3 separate regions of the Danio rerio genome follow, and all the other regions are linked to region 1. A link is a contact called in public Hi-C and Micro-C data. All regions are on one chromosome and are shown on one strand. Each heading gives the region's core, a stretch centred on a gene start, on an enhancer-like site or on the middle of the called end of the contact. The rest is flanking DNA. Distances are from core to core; before and after follow the strand shown.

Region 1 (2,830 bases), core at 160-2,659:
AACTATTTTTTTTCTGGGTTTTCCCCTTGATTGGATAGGAAAGTAAAGAGAATTGACAGGAAAGCATGGGGAGCAGAGAGAGGGGAAGGATCGGCATAGGACCACGAGGCTGAATCGAACTCGGGTCGCCGTGAGCACCGGAGTGCCGACGCACTAACCACTACACCACTGTCGCTGACGTATATACAGTATGCAACTTATTAAACAACACATATTTATGCGTTCCTACTACATTCAGTTAGTAGTGACTAGAGCATAGCACAAACCGCGTTGGCCCATTCGCAAATGGAAGTGAAGGAAAGTTGTATCAAAATCAGACTCGACAAATCTGACTCCCTTTTGTGTACACGTGCATCACGCAGCGCCTGCAGTTAAACTCACAAGTTTATGACACTTTTATTGATCTTTTTTTTCGTAATTGACAGCAAGCTTGTTTAGAACAAACATAGATGTATTGTCTGATTAACAAGCAGCACCTAATTTTGTTAAAAGGAATTTAAAACGCCATGGGATGGATTAATACCACATTTCGAAAGTAAAACATACTCTATAAGGTAGTGTAATCTACACAAAAAGTCCAGTGTGTGGGTGAGAGGGGGCAGTGTTTCTATGTGATCTTGTTATGTTGTGGTTTTGTGACTGCTGGTGTTGGTTGCAGTATGGTTAAACAAATTATAACAGTTAAAGTAACTACTCTGATTTTAAATAAATTAAAATAAAATATTAATCTAATATTTTGGGCGTTTTTTGTGCATTTGGGCGGGTTTTGGACAGCTTTTGGGCTTTAAAAAGCTACCACTGAGGATAGGTTCTGGACGGGTGCACTTAACAACTCTGGCTCCTCACGACCTCTACTGGTTCATACAAGTTACAATTTTAAAATTACAACTAAAGTGCTTAACTGAAAAATTAAACTAGAATATGTACGTATTTAATCAAGTATGTATAAATATTTAAACTCCTAATTTTAATGGGTAACTATATTGAGACTACACGTATCAGCACATAAAATGGCATCAGGTTAATGGGGTATATGCACAGCTAGTGTTTTTACCAATAATAATCTTTCGGTGTAAGCTATATTCAAACCCATAAGGTTCCTTTTAAAACATTGATGTTGTAATGTACTTACAATACATCCAGTTAATAGACGTAAGAATTAATTTAGTTCCAGTGTAAAATTAGATAAAAGACCGCTATCACTGCCAGGATCAGCAGGCGAGAGCAGAAACTCCTTTGAAAATACTAGGGTAAAATAAACATGTTTTAAAGACATGGCAGGGCGGAATGGAATTGAATGCAATGCTTGTCTGGTCTAAAACCACTTTTTATAGTATATCTATCAGGCAGTGGAGAAATCAGACCTTAAACGTGTCAATTTCATAATGGAAAGACTGTTCACCGGAAGCGCTGAGACTGGCTGGCTGAAATTAAAAGTCCGTGTGCATACCTGTAGCTTTTAGTGACATCTGGTTCATTTCTGAATCAAACTGAATCATCTTCAGTTCAAACTGAATACTACGTCCTGCTGTCTGGGTACCCGGGTTTGTTGTTTTATTTATCAAATAGAGAATTGGCTTCTTTAGGACGAGACAATAAACCGCGTTTAGAATGAAAACTTTGAATGCAAAGGCTGGGAGGAGTGGCTGAGGTAACGTTACCGTTTTAAGGTGGAGCTCAGCAAACAATCGTTCGGATGTTTGTGCTGGGCAAAATATGGGGAGAAAACAGAAACAAAACAAGATACTACTGAAGGAAATCTGGCGACCAGACTAACAATGTTGAGAATTACCAGACATATTTTGATGTAAATCTGAAGAAGTTTATTATTTAATACCCAGAAACCACTACATACTGAGAGGCAACTAGGTGTCCTACCAAATATTTACTCTAAAGGTAAGGTCACACCTTAATCAGATGTCACCTTAATCAATTAGTCAGTTAAATGTCATTTGAAGGTACAGTATCAACAGATATTAAGCAGACAGTCTAACTTACTGATACTCAGTGGATCATCAAAATAAAGAGTTACCAAAGGTAAAGCTGTCACTGGGGCATTACACATTTGTACCTAAAAGAACAAAAATGATACCCTAAATGTACAAAAGTATTTCTCTTGACATTTTAGATACTTTATTGGTCTTTGAGGTATATGATACAAACGTCTAGCTTTTTTTCCTAGTAACATCTGTTGTATTTTTTTGTTTGTTTGTTTCAGATGGAATTGATACACTGAAAGTTAATCAGATTGTTTAGATTTCTAAAAATAAAAAAAGTTAGTCCCTTTAAAATGTATCAATTACAGCTGCCCAAAACAATTATTCAGTATTTTGGTGTTTGGCTATTTTATTCATTCAGATTTCTGCATGTGCAGATTCCGTGTGGGCCTAGTTATCAGTCACCTTTAATGAAATATTGGCCTAACTGTCTTTTTTTTGTAGTTTGTATTGTTTTGCCTGTCTTTTTTTTTACTATTGCACCATAGTGTCTGGAATAAAGAGAATATTATTACATTTCTTGAATTGTTAGAAAGTTTATTTTGATCGATAAATACAGCTGGCCATAATAATAATTTTATATTTTAAGGAGATACGTATGATAGAAGACTTGTTTGAGTTATGTAATGTTTAATGCTTTATATTTTCAAAGCTTTCGGAAACTACTGGCGGAATTCTTAAGGAAGATGATGGATAACCGAGCATTACATAAAAGTTAACATGATGGCAGCTAGGGCTCACAATATTGGAAAAATATGTAATTGTGATATTACATTTTTCTGCGATAATATTGCGATATGAATACAGTTTTACATGGTGGTTTAAATAGCTCT
Region 2 (2,830 bases), core at 213-2,712, 350 kb after region 1:
GTCTTATTTATTAATTTGCCATAACTCAATTGCTTTTTAAAAAATTAATTACACATATATTATAAAGTCTACTATTTATACATTTGCCACGGTTTATGGAAGTAAACAATCCATATCGAAGATGGAAATATATAATTAATAATAATTTCTCACATTTATATAGCTGTGTTCTGGACGCTCAAAGCCTAAATATCTCCTTATCCAACAGCAGAGAATGGTGTTTGATGAATTGAAAGTTCCAAAGCATATGGTTTATTGAAAATAACATTGCTTAATTAAATGTACAACTTTAGCTTTTAAAGCATCAATACAATAAAAGATTAAGCCCTCACACATTTTGACTTGCAGAGAACACCCAACTAGAATGAAAAACAACTTCGTATAATAACAATAAATTTTTGAATGATTTCATTTTAAGGTTATCACTATTTATTAATTTGACCTAAATTCCTCAACATTTTATTAAAGGCTTAACCAAGACATGTATATTTAGGATTGAAATAAAATTTTATTAAGTAAACGTTCCATCAAAATAAAAAATCTAAAAATGTTTAACAATGTGTTATTGCTTTGGTCCACTATTTCCATGCCAGCAGCACAAAATGACAGCTACAAATTGAATCGATTAAGTTCATTCAGCATTAATATTTACTTTTCAATCGCAAAGAGGCTGACATAAAACTTCTCTTAAATTTCCCTAAACAAACTCTGACACTTCAAGACAGTCTATCGTTACCTTTTTATTCGGAGAATACACTGCTGAGACGCCTTTTCGTTGTCCCAGTCGGTGCTTAACGTGGGATCCCAGGAGGTGGCGTGAATTTGAGACAGGAGGCCCGCTCCGGCCGGGACTCCAGAACCGATACCGGGCGGCAGGGATGGAAGAACGGCCACGGGGACTGTGGAACTGACCGCATGGGTGAGCACACCGAGCCCGCTCTCCACGGCCGGAGTGATGGTATGCGCCATCCCGGGCTCGACCACAGCCAGGCCGGTGTCTGCCGGAGGCGGTGAGGCTGATGAATGCCCCGGTATAGAATTACCCAAACTCGCGGACAACTGCGCTCCGTGGCCCTGCGCCGCCCCCACGGAACCGTTGGCCTCCTCCGTAACGCTGTCCGCCATCGCCGATGAGACCGAAGAGCCGCAAACTGTTTGACCAGCTGTCAGTTCAATCAGTTTCCTTTGCAGTTTCTGTTTCTCCTCGCTCGGAAGCAAGTGGAGGAGGGCAGGACGAGAAATAACTCCTACATATTCTCCCGTTTCCCTCTTCCGACCTCAACTATTATAACGACCTATCTCAAAGGAGGAACTAAGTTTAACGTTTTATACGAATTAGCAGTGTTCGGCGAAGCATTCAACGTTCACATCAATGAGTAACAGTGTCTAAACGCCCGTAAACGTAGTTTCTCCTCGCTCGGCCAGGCCTGTTTATAAATGTTGTTTCATTTCTCTTCACTTCCTCCTCGTTTGGGTGGAAACAGCGTCGTCTAGTGGTGCACTCCTGTGAAGAATTATAATGTATTTATTTAACATGCGACATACACACGATGTCAGGCGTAAGACACGCCTTATAATAGTTATTGGTTAATTTATTAGTAAAAGTTAGCACGAGACGCGTACATTTGCAAGCGTTTCATCTATATCAGTTTACGGAAACTATCCAAAGTTTTTATTAGTCTCAGATTACGTTGTTATTTCTGTTACCATGGCAACATCATATTTTTGACTACTACGCCATCATAAATTGTAGAAAGTACAGAAAGGCGGCGGCTTTTAGACACATTTAACTTTTAATTATAATTTTGATTAAGTGGCCAAATTCTGACTAAGGACAGTTTAATGAGCTGGCCATTTTTTATTTGACCATATAGTTTTTATTTTTAAACAAGTTTTACTAGATTCCTATATATATTTTTTTTAAATTATGGATAATAATAAATTATTAACAACTTTTTCCATATTTCTTTTTATTTTTTTTAAATGTTAATCTCATAACAATATTTATAAATCTTAATTAACTTACAGGTTTATAAATTTGAAAATAAAAGCTTCTTAGTAAAATAGCCTACTATGGTAAGCACTTTAACAACGGTTACGATCACCATCCGGAAAGCTGATCAAAGATTAGTTCTTAAAATGCCAGTAAAACGCATAATTAAATAGAAAATCGAGAAGAATACTTGCAAAAAAGTCCACTTATTCAGAAATAATAATAAAAAAAACACTCTATTCAATAGGCCAGTTACAGGCCTGAAATCATTTTCCATCATGTTCAACAGATGAAAAACCCTTATTCACATTAAAAAGAAAATCAGCCCTTTATTTACTCACCCCATAGCATCTGTGTGACTTTCTTCTTTTAGCCAATTTGAAGATATAAAAATATAGCTTCTGACAGTTTCAAGCTGTACAATGGCAGATAATGACTGTTTTGTATCTAGGATCCAAAACAAGTCCAATACAGTTCATCCATCCACAATACAGTGCTCACAACTCTATGAATAGATTTGTGAGCTAATCAACAGCTGGTTAATAAAGGTCTCCTGCAGTGATTGATTCATTTTTATTACAACATTAACTGTCAAAAATATTAAAGTTTGTATTATATATTTGTTGAATATAGATTGAGCGTTCAGCAGACACTTTCCCGGAATGGTGTAGGCGGTGGGACGAATGTACAAGTGAGGCAAATGTGGAATTTTTCCAAATGAATTGGACTGAATGAAAAATCACATGCAGCTAGAGTGACCTGAGGGTGAAACCACATGAGGGGCAGGTGAGTAAATATTCAATTTTGGGTGAACCATCCCTTTTAAGGTTAGAAACA
Region 3 (2,830 bases), core at 220-2,719, 270 kb after region 1:
TTTTGAGGACAAGGCTCATCCAACAGTTGATCCACTGACTCCAGACCTGCTAACAGCTGGATCATGTCGTCCACCACAAACAGCTGCCTAAATACTTGCTTCTGTTTTCGACGGCAGTCCTAGGCAAAAAACAAAATGCTTTAATTTTAAAACATCAAACATTCATTAGTTAAATCTTGACTGCTATAAAGATAAAACTGTGATAATTGAGTATTAGACATCAATTTAAATTCAACTAAAATTTAAATAATGACATGCAAAAGAAAACAAAAAAGGAAACTCATATTATTGTTCCATAGTAGGAGGTTTAAGTTACATATTAGAAGACTCTTATTTACCATCAGATATGGAACCATAATCTCTCCTTCTCCTGTTTCCTGCAACTCGGTTGTGTTGCATGATTTGGAGGAAGACAAGTCAGTCCTTTCCAGCAGTCTGAAATTGAAAAATATTAATTACACTTATTAAGACCCTTAAAAATGCTAATAAAAATTAGACACTGAATGTTACAGGGATAGTTCATCAACATTAAAATATCCTAACAGTTTATTACTCACAATGAAGTCGTTCCATGTAAAGATATTCTGAAGAATGTTACAAACAAATTAGCCATTGACATAGTAGGAACAGAAAAGTCTAAGTCAATGCATTATAGTCTTAAACAGAAGGGGAAAAAGTCAAACTGGTTTAGAACAAGTGGAGGATGAGTAAATAATAACAGAATTTTCATTTTAGGGCAAACTGCTTCTTTCAGATCGTATACAGACTTTGAATTTAGATTTTTAAGCAATTTCAAACTTCATATGAATAAGAACATACAACAAACTGTTAGCTACAGTCGACTGAACTTCATACATTTAAGGGTGTCAAACTCACATGCATACCATTATGACTTTCAAGTCTACAAAATATAACAACTGAAGATGAAAAGTCAGAACAGTTTAAATAAAATGACCTTGTAAAAGTCTACAACTGTATAGTTTCAAATAGCGACGGATTAAGTTGCTTTCACACAGTTATGAGTGTTATGACAGACTTATGAGTGTTATGACAGACGAGAAGGAGAGGATTAAATGTAACAACACTAAATGGTCAATATTGCAACAGAGGTTAAATTAATGTTATTAAGACACTTTTATTTGACCAAAAGTGGTCAAAAATCACCGAAAGAACGAATTTGCTAATGATATTTAAGAGGAATTCATAATGGTCACTTTGTACGATTGCCTCCTTTCATCCCTTTGTACCTTTTACACACAAGACAAATTACATTGATGTTTATAGCATCTGTGCATGGTTAAACGATTTGAGCACTTCAACTGTATATCTGATACTTGATTATTTCCAGAAATGCAGATTTCTTTACAATTTGTTACAGAATACTCACGCTTCGACTCTCTCCGTCGCCATTTCTGTTTTGAAACTCACACGCCAAGCACTGATTGGTCGGAACTCTGAGGCATACGTCACAAACAGGCTGCGTCTCAATTCGCCTACTTGTACTACGACCACTGATCAGTAACTACGACCTAAAAGTACAAAATTGTTTACAGTGTAATGTACCATAACGTCCATAACGTTTCGTTACTTTTACCTGCAAATCTCATCTCCCACCTTTATTTTGTAATTCATTTCTTACCGTATTAAACACCATTCGCGGGTCAGAGAAATCTCTTGTATTAATTGTGCTTTTTTTTAAATAATGACCACACGCGCCTTAATAACATTTTACATAGTTTACAGACGGAATGTAACGCTGAAAACTATAAACAGGGGAGAGTGGGGACGGTCGCAAAAAGACTTTATTCTCTCTTCAGGAATGAGCAAGTGATGATATTCATACTACATATTCTGCTGGACCCTCCTTCAATCTGGAGAAATTTTCATCAGCCATACTGTATGTGAATTCCTTCAGTATAAAATTCATCTTTACTAAAAAGAAAAAAAGTAAGAAAAAAGTTTCTCATGCTGTCTAATCTGTTTTTGTAAAACATTATTCGTTTATATAATTTACATCACTGTTTTTCTTAGCTTTAAATAGGTATAGCTATCATGCAAGCTATTGTGCCTCCCTAGCACAGACAGTTTAATTATGGTGACAGAGTTGCTGTTGCAACTGTTCCCAATCACAAAATTGATTTTAGCTCGTCATATTACCAATGTACCACCGTTTCAATGTAATTTAATTTGGAGGGAAAAAAGTTTAGTAAAGATTTAGTCTAGATTTTGTTCAGTTTTTTTAGGTCTGATAGTTGACTGTTGCTTGTTATTTTAATCTTCTGTATTTAACACATTTAACAATTTAACCAATTTACAAATAGTCTGTTTACCAAAAAAAAATAAAAAAATAAACTTCAGCCTGATATTTTAGAAAATGTAATATCATTACATTTTAATGACTGTTTCAAATCTCTCTGCTCGGTGTCAGTTGCAACATTTGACTTTGTTTGAGTTTAAATTCTGTACATTTTTCATACACTCAAATAAAATGACATTTGTTGTTTGTTCAAACGACTTATTTAAAATAAGCTGAAACAACACTATTCTACTTAAAATCTACTTAAAATATTAAGTAATCTGATTTTTTATGTTGCCCCAACACAAATCGATTGTGTGGAACCCAACATTTTTGCTGTGTTTGTATACATATTATAGCAATGTGGGTGGATGTTAAATAAATTTGGGTTTACTATATTACAATTTTAGGTTTCCACAAAAAACTGTCTCTGAGAAACTGAAGGAAAAGCTGTCCCCACTCTCCCCTATATATTTTGCTTAAAATAAATTGAAATATTAATTGTTGGGGAAAAAAATTTATGCTTCAACTATA

What was found. Hi-C and Micro-C count contacts between places; a contact is called where the count stands out from the background.
Region 2: a Hi-C map of embryo shows a contact between it and region 1, with 3 times the contacts expected there. The contact joins the promoter of ube2z here to the promoter of ppp1r9ba in region 1. A contact is called at or near these places in 1 of 18 Hi-C or Micro-C datasets (embryo) and 1 of 4 datasets of contacts at active chromatin or transcription factors (embryo).
Region 3: a contact with region 1 is called in a Micro-C map of caudal fin, with 3 times the contacts expected there. The contact joins the promoter of si:dkey-225f5.4 here to the promoter of ppp1r9ba in region 1. A contact is called at or near these places in 1 of 18 Hi-C or Micro-C datasets (caudal fin) and 1 of 4 datasets of contacts at active chromatin or transcription factors (embryo).

The regions. Positions count from the first base shown.
Region 1 is chr3:21,986,426-21,989,255 of GRCz12tu, forward strand. It overlaps ppp1r9ba (protein phosphatase 1, regulatory subunit 9Ba), which reads left to right and starts at 1,410. Exons shown (of 12, transcript XR_012400947.1): 1 at 1,410-1,536.
Region 2 is chr3:22,335,296-22,338,125 of GRCz12tu, forward strand. ube2z (ubiquitin-conjugating enzyme E2Z) reads right to left here and starts at 1,463. Exons shown (of 7, transcript NM_001002330.5): 1 at 737-1,463. The coding sequence starts at 1,125.
Region 3 is chr3:22,251,498-22,254,327 of GRCz12tu, forward strand. It overlaps si:dkey-225f5.4, which reads right to left and starts at 1,470. Exons shown (of 11, transcript XM_073944376.1): 1 at 1,248-1,470; 2 at 558-584; 3 at 339-435; 4 at 1-119. The coding sequence starts at 356.